2 separate regions of the Mus musculus genome follow, and region 1 is linked to region 2. The links are chromatin contacts, called in public HiChIP or PLAC-seq maps. All regions are on one chromosome and are shown on one strand. Each heading gives the region's core, a stretch centred on a gene start, on an enhancer-like site or on the middle of the called end of the contact. The rest is flanking DNA. Distances are from core to core; before and after follow the strand shown.

What was found. HiChIP or PLAC-seq counts read pairs in DNA pulled down with a chosen protein or histone mark.
Region 1: a contact with region 2 is called in a FOXA1 HiChIP or PLAC-seq map of pancreatic cancer cells. The contact joins the enhancer-like site here to the promoter of Il1r1 in region 2. A contact is called at or near these places in 9 of 484 Hi-C or Micro-C datasets (the AML12 cell line, CD4 T cells, the G1E-ER4 cell line and 3 more), 2 of 115 datasets of contacts at active chromatin or transcription factors (bone marrow-derived dendritic cells and pancreatic cancer cells) and 3 of 9 other capture datasets (adipose tissue, liver and macrophages).

The regions. Positions count from the first base shown.
Region 1 is chr1:40,540,530-40,544,151 of GRCm38.p6, forward strand. Il18rap (interleukin 18 receptor accessory protein) reads left to right here. Exons shown (of 13, transcript NM_010553.4): 10 at 1,358-1,509; 11 at 2,461-2,598. Among named protein-coding and RNA genes, the nearest start is that of Il18rap, 27 kb to the left of the region's middle. Within about 2 kb of position 1,807, at least 22 of the 459 cell types and tissues checked have an H3K27ac peak or open chromatin away from gene starts, as enhancers often do. A contact at or near this core is called in pancreatic cancer cells, where this site is marked.
Region 2 is chr1:40,264,044-40,267,863 of GRCm38.p6, forward strand. Il1r1 (interleukin 1 receptor, type I) reads left to right here and starts at 2,543. Exons shown (of 11, transcript NM_001123382.1): 1 at 2,543-2,838.

The sequences.
Region 1 (3,622 bases), core at 557-3,056, 280 kb after region 2:
TCTAGTTTTTCAAGGATTTCACTGGACTAATGTAATATTTTGAAAAGTATAGATAAACAGTAAAGGAAAGATTTTACTGAGGGAAACGCCATTCAGCAAGAGGTTCTAACATCAAGGAACACATTGGATTTCAAACGGATGCTGCATGAGACTCTACGTAGGAGAAGTGAGGCAGAGCCCAGATTCTCAAGCCACCCCACCTGTGGATTTTAGTCTGCTTTCCAGGAGTGGCGAGGTGACTCTGGCCTTCTGTGAGGGAGGCCCCATCTCCTAGGTATATGACAGAAAACCTCATTTCTCAAGGTCACCATAAGGGACAGATGAGGTAGAAGCCACATGTACCTCAGAATGTGTGGCAAGCAGAAAACTTCTGTGGACTGATTGTAGGCTCACAGCGGCATGACCCATCTGAACATGGTCCCTTAATGTGACCACTGAATGATGCAGACATAGAAAATGGGAACTAAGTAAATGCAGAAAGTCAGTTTTCTGGGTGGGTCAGAGATCTGGGTGCCAGGCTGGAGGTGGGACATACTAAAGTCACACAGTAATGATGATGTCACTACTGTGGCCAGCACCACTCTTCCTCCACTGAACTTTGCCCCTGACACTACCAAGTCAGGATGTTCATATCCTGACTCCTTAGAGTTTGTGTTGTGAGGAAGGAAGAGATTAAAGAGTCCATAGTCAGTGCTCAGCCAAGTACCTGGTAGCAAGCCTCAAGAGGAATTAGGTGTGGTGTGGTATGATGTGTGTGTGTGTGTGTGTGTGTGTGTGTGTGTGTGTGTGTAGGTGTGTAGGTGTGTAGGTGTATGTAGACATATGTGTACTTGCATTTGGAGGCTAGGGGTAAATCTCATCTTTCATTCCTCAAAGTTCACTAATCTTGTTTGGGGTTGGGGGTGGGGGGCAGAATTTCTTCCTGACTGAACTAGGCTGTCTGGCCACTGAGCCATACGGATCCACTTCTGTCTGCTTTCCCAATGCTGGCATTACACGTACACGCTACCACACCTGGCTTTTTACATGTGCTCCGGGGATTAAATTTAGGGCTTCATGCTTGGGAAGGAAACAGTCTACAGAGGGAGACTGTTCATAAATTATCAATATTCTTCATTCCCAAAGGGGGACTCTTACAGTGAAGTCCAGAGGAGGGCCACACGTAACTTGTGCTTTAGTGCAAAGCCTTAGCAGATTCCATCCATTGATGAAGAACAAGCCTCCTCTGTCTGTCTCTGATCTTTTACAGTCTTCTTACGAGAAATTCCTACTGGCTCTTCGTCAGCTTTCTGAGCACAGCTTCACGAATGGCAGTTGATCTTCCTGAGTGGGTGTGAATTTCCCCCTCCTTTTCTAGAATTCAATCCACTTTCAAGAATGAAGTCATTGAACGTACCATCTTCTTGAGAGAAGTTACCCAGAGAGATCTCAGCAGAAAGTTTGTTTGCTTTGCCCAGAACTCCATTGGGAACACAACACGGACCATACGGCTGAGGAAGAAGGAAGAGGGTAAGCCTAGAAGTTTGTTCCCAGAGATTGACAACTGTTCTTCTTGAAAGGGGAAGGGGCATTTTCCCAAAAAGAGCATCAGTGTTAGCTGTGAAAGCTTTCCAGACACTAAAGCACTTTGCCGTGGTAGTTCCTTTAAGGCCTTGACTATGACCATACAACTGACTTTGACCTGAGCTTTGTAACAACTAATTTGTGTGCAGAAGAACCCATTACTCAACTCACCCAGACTTTCTGTTCATGCTGTTGCCCATTCATATAGCCTTCCCACTTACTCATTCCCTAAAGCACTCAATTAACCTACTTATCCCTCTTGTACCTACAAGAATCCCCAGCCCCACCTACCCCCACCCACTGGGACAGCCCAGTGTGCAGACATCACTTTCTTTGCCATTTGCCCCTGCTGGCTTCCAGAGACCATGACAAGAACTCTGAGAAATGCCCATGAGGAACAGTTCCATCCTTAGCAAGATGTCCAGGGATGAGGTTGGGCCAATCATGGACTTGCTCAGTCGATGACTGGAACACAGTCCAGCAGAGTAAATGTCCTCTGGCCATAGTGTGACACTGTAAGTGTGCCATGACGGTAGCTTTCCTATGCAGATCCCTTATTTATAAGTTGAGTCATGGAGGGTGCAAGGTGCTGATGTGACTCCTAGTCTAGGAATGTTTAGACTTCCATGGGGATGAGCACCCGCAAATGTAATTTACAACAGGCAACAGGAAAGGTACAGATGAGCTCTATAGACATTTGTAGGAACAAAAATAGGTAAAATGACTCAGCATCGTAGGTCAGCTCATCAGGAATTTCCCATCAACCTGGCTCTCTAGAGTTAATTGTGGAAAATTCCATCCAGACTTGAGATGACAGAGATAGCAGCATGGCTTTCTATTACATAATAGGCTGTGTTGGTCTAGATGTGTTTGCTCAGATCTCTGTGTTTCCCTTAGTGGTGTTTGTATACATCCTTCTCGGCACGGCCTTGATGCTGGTGGGCGTTCTGGTGGCAGCTGCTTTCCTCTACTGGTACTGGATTGAAGTTGTCCTGCTCTGTCGAACCTACAAGAACAAAGATGAGACTCTGGGGGGTAAGAACACCCAGTGTGCCACTCCCTGTCTAAATGACAAGACACTGTTACTTAGTTATTCCCTATCTATTGGCTCTCTTTTCTTAGAACTGTCTTAGTTGTGATTTCACATGCCTCCTGCCAGCCAGAGCCCATGAGAAAAGTCAGAGGTAGCTAATGCCTGATAGGTAGTGTTTTATCTCGAAGGATTAGGTCCTTCCTCTTCTTCTTTTCCTCCTCCTCCTCTTCCTCTTTTTCTTCCTCTTCTTTTCCCCCTCTTCTTTTTCTTTTAATTTTTCTTCCTCCTCTTATCCTCCTTCTTCCTCCCCCTCCTTCTCTTCACCTTTCTCTTCTTCTTTTTCTTCTTTCTATTCTTCTTCTTCCTCTTCTAATTCTTCTTCCTCCTCCTCCTAGTCTTTCCTCCCCCTTTTCTTACTCTTCTTCTTTTTTCTTCTAATTTTCCTGCTCCTCTTCTTGTTCATCTTCTCCTCCTTCCTCTTCCTCCTCCTCCTCCTCTTCTTCTTCCTCCTCCTCCTTCCTCTCCTCCTTTTGCTCTGGCTTTACACCAGGAAAGACTGAAGAAACAATTCTAGCTCATTCTAGTTACCAGGAACCTTGTAGAAGATACTTTTGTGGGATTTATGGGACTTAGAAATATTCTCTTTGCTAACCAATCTGGGGTGATTCAGCAAGTGGCAGCTTTATATACCGCTCTCCTCATTCATAAAACAGGACTGTCGCAGCAGCAGGCAGAGGACAGTATGTGAGCTCACTGAGGCTAGACCTGGTTTGCCTTTAGACTGGTACCTAAGTATATAGAAACTCAGTATGGTCTGCGATGAATGTCACTTGAGGATGGGTCATATGCCCAGTCAGAGTATTGACTATTGCCATCTTCACAGTCCCCTTAGACAGAGAAAGATGAAGCCATAATCTTCGTATGAGACCACCCAAAGAGGCTGTGTCTTAACTTTGAATCTTTAAGTCTGGTTTTAGGAAACCCATCACCTGGGTTATTACCACATGAAAACAAGGCATGCCAGGT
Region 2 (3,820 bases), core at 1,293-3,792:
ATCAGCCGAGTAAAGCGGCCACACATAAGTTCCCTCAAGAAAGGAAGCCAAAGGAAAGGACACAGAGGGGAAACAACCTGTGTGTCTGAGGAGGCAACACCTAGGCCCTGGGTAAAACCCTGGGGATCCTAAGGTGAGGAGGGGGATACGTACATCTTATCACTTGGAATGGGAATCTGAGAGCTCCACCTGCAAGTGGAGGCCCATGTGTCTCCAGGTCATGTAGGGTATAGGTAGGGGATGGGTTAGTATTTAAAAAGAAGAAAGCCATACGGTGTACGTCTTGTTTCTTGGAAGGCTGAATAGGTAGGTCATAAGAACCCAGGACTTGAAGGCTACCCTAGGCAACACAGTGAGACTCTGTAAATGGATCTTATTTCTACATTATTACAAAGATCAATTTTGCTACTTGTAAACTGCTTTCAAATCTTTTAGTATTTGTGTCCAGGCAAGTTTATGTTCACCAATATAAGGCCTCCAAATTGCTGCTTCATACACATGTTTATTTTGTTTGTGGCAGTCAGGATAAAACTCTTGGCCTGGTACACGCTAGGCAAGTGCTCTATCACCAAGTGACAGTGTCAAGTTAGGCTCATGTGCTTTTAGCATTCAATACACTGGAACTTCTAATAGGACTACTGCATGGTCCTTCTCCAATGCTCCTGGATCTGGTCCTTTAAAAACGTCTAAGTCAGCATGCAGCTGCTGGTGTGTCCATCGGCATGCAGACATGAGCATAGCTATCTTTGATGCTGTCCCATTCACCGTCAAATCATGAACCAGCCTGGGAGCCTTTTGATGGATAAATGGATAAAGGAAGTGTAGCATATACATTAAATAGAGTATTATTTAGTTCTAAGGAATTAAATACAGCCGATATTAAATCCCACCTTTTTAGGACAGTGCATAGACCTGCTAATAATTGTGTAAAGTAATGACCTAGAATGGAGACTGTTAGAGATGAAGAAGCAGGAGGGGGATAATAGGGGTGGATATGATCAAACTGTATGGGTGTTCGAAATGCCACTTCTAACCTGTGCATAATCACGTCTCATAATCACTGCTCATGGTTAATAGGCAGTAAGACAAGGCACGCAGATGGGGACTACCACAGTATACACCTGTCCAGACAGCCTTGAGACTTGGTCTGTCTGCATCATGATGAGAGCTGTGCAGCAGAGTCGCCTGGAAGCTTTGAAAAACCCCGACACCAGGCAGCCCTCAGTGACTATGACATGGCAATTCTGGCTTCTAAGGGGGTCAAATCTTCTGTGGATGTGAGTTAGAAGTACTCAAGGCTGTGAGAACAGCCTCTGGAATACAGACCCATGGGACAGGGCTAGGGCAGGGTTAGGGATAAGGCACCAGTTCCTTGCCAGACTTAAGCCTGCCTTTCGGAGGCAAAGGAGCAGTCCAAACCTTTGGAAATGAGTGAGGACCTTCTGCCCTGCTAGGCCACAGGTGGCATCTATGATATACCATTGATGCTGCCCCTTTAAGCTTTCTACCATCTCAGAGTTTCCCCCGGGGTTACTTCAACCTTGGGTTTCTAGGCTGCATACGCGAATAAGGCAGGAAATTCAAGGCCTGTCCACGCTGGAAGGCATGCAGGAAATGGCCATGTGCTCTATCTAGAGGTATTAAGCAATCACTGTTTCTTTGCAGTTGTATTGCAGGGTGGTGCATTATATGTGGAAGAAGCTGGGGGGTGAGGGTAGGGAGCACGGAATGGTTGGTGCTATTTCCAGGACCACAATGTCCTCCTTGCACCCTGTCCTAAAATTTGGCTATTCTTGATTTTTTTTTTCATGTGCTTTCTGAGAACTCTGGAATTCTCCTTTGCAGAGCAAATCCTACAATTAATTGGGATATGATAAGGGGACCTGTTTTTCAGCCTGGTGGACAGCAGTAAAGCAACCAAGTAAAAAGCCTATGAACTATCAACTCTTCACCAGAGCTCTTTAACTCCTCCTACCTATAAAGGCTGCGGGCCTTTATACCAAAAGAGGAAATCAAGGTATTGCAAACTTAATGACTCGGCTAAGTGCTCAAAGCCAGTTCGAGGCACACAGTACTGGGCTCCAGTTGTGCTGAGCACAGAACTGTGTTTTCCTCAGGATCTGATACCCCATGGGTCACCAGCTCGGTTCTTGTTAGGTGGCACAATCTGGTTGCGATGTAGACGTGAGTTGACCCATCTAATTTTGGTTTGGGTGGGAACACAGAGGCTGCTCAGAGGAGCCAAGCCATCTGGGAATCAGAGCCATTCTTCCTGGAATCTGGGACATCTGGCAAGGATGCAGGGATTTTGGAATGCCCCCAAGGAGATGCAGTGACCCTCCAAATGCCCCCAAGGAGATGCAGAGACCCTCCATTGCCTCCACCCCCGGAGGGATACAGAGACCCTGGAATGTTCTGCGTGGATGTAGATATTCTGGGATGTGGGGCAGAAACTCCACAACCCAACCTATCCGGCTCCCAGGGCGGGGCATTGGCACTGGGCCAGCTAGCTCCGAGCCCGAGGCTGAGGACGCTGGCCTGCAGTCTCCGCCCGCTGCACGCCCCCGCGGGCGGCTCAGAGTGGGAGCAGCGTGCTGCTCAGAAGGTCTTAGCTGGTGCGGGGTTCCAGGAGCCGCCTGGGAGCGCGGCGCCCACCTAGAAGGGCGGGAGCCCAGCTGGTGCCCGCCTGCCCCAGAGCGGAAGGAATGTGACCCCCGAGCGAGCGCGGAGCAGCCCTTGAGCGGCTCCCAGGGCTCCGGTTGCTCCCGGCCTGAACGGGTTTAGTTCGGAGCTGCTGGATTGTTGAACATCGCCACTGGGGCACCCGGGCACGCCCAGGTAGGAGAAAACTAGAGAGTTCCTGAAATAGGGTCGCAAGGCCTCAGAGCTGCCTTGACCCAGACAAATGCCTTTCTTAAGTTACTCCCAGTAGCCAGCAGGTCAGCGTTCTCTGTGGATGTAGGATAAAGGTAGTGACAGTTTAGTCCTCCCCCTTTCTGGTGTGTGTGTGTGTGTGTGTGTGTGTGTGTGTTGGGAACTTGCCCAACTCTTTAAGTTTGCTCTAGGTAGATGAGTCTCCCTTGAGTAAATTGCTCCCAGGCCTTGAAATTGGGCCAAATGCAACTAACTTGTTCAGGAGTGTCCCTCTTAGAGGTTTGGGCTCAGAAGAGAGGTCTTAATGAGGCAAGAAGTGGATTCCTTAATGCCCCTGATGAGATGTCTCCTCTCTCCAGACAGGTCGATACTGGGGAATGTAGATGCATTATTTACAAAACCACACAGCACTTGGCTGTTTATAGGGCCCCTTATTCTTACCGCCCTTTCTCCTCCCAGAAGTCCTGTAGGTGAGATGCCAAGGTCACCTTGCTTTATATCAGAAGCTTAGCGGCTATCTTTTCTGAGGATTGGCACCCTCTGAGCTTCAGATCCCCTTGGGGAGACCGGGTGAGTGAGAGCGGCTGCCAGGGAAGGCAGGTAGACTCATCTTCCCACCAGGCTAGCTCTCTGTACTGCTTCCGATGTTCACCAGCTGGGAGCATCCCATCTTTCTGACCCCAAGGAACAGCCTAGGAACTGAGACAACAGAATCTAATCAGTTGGGCTACTTGGGCCATGATAAAGAAGAGATGAAGTCTATCTGTCATTGGAATTGGTGCCCGAGTCATCCTCACTTAATAGTAGTCTTCTGGGTGGTGGATATCCCACATGGAATCCCATGGCTGTGAGCTCCAGGAGCTGGTGCTGGTGACAAGTACTACCTCTTCCCCCTCTTAACTTACCAAGCAGCTGCTGGCATCCTTTTCTATTTTGATCTCTTCTA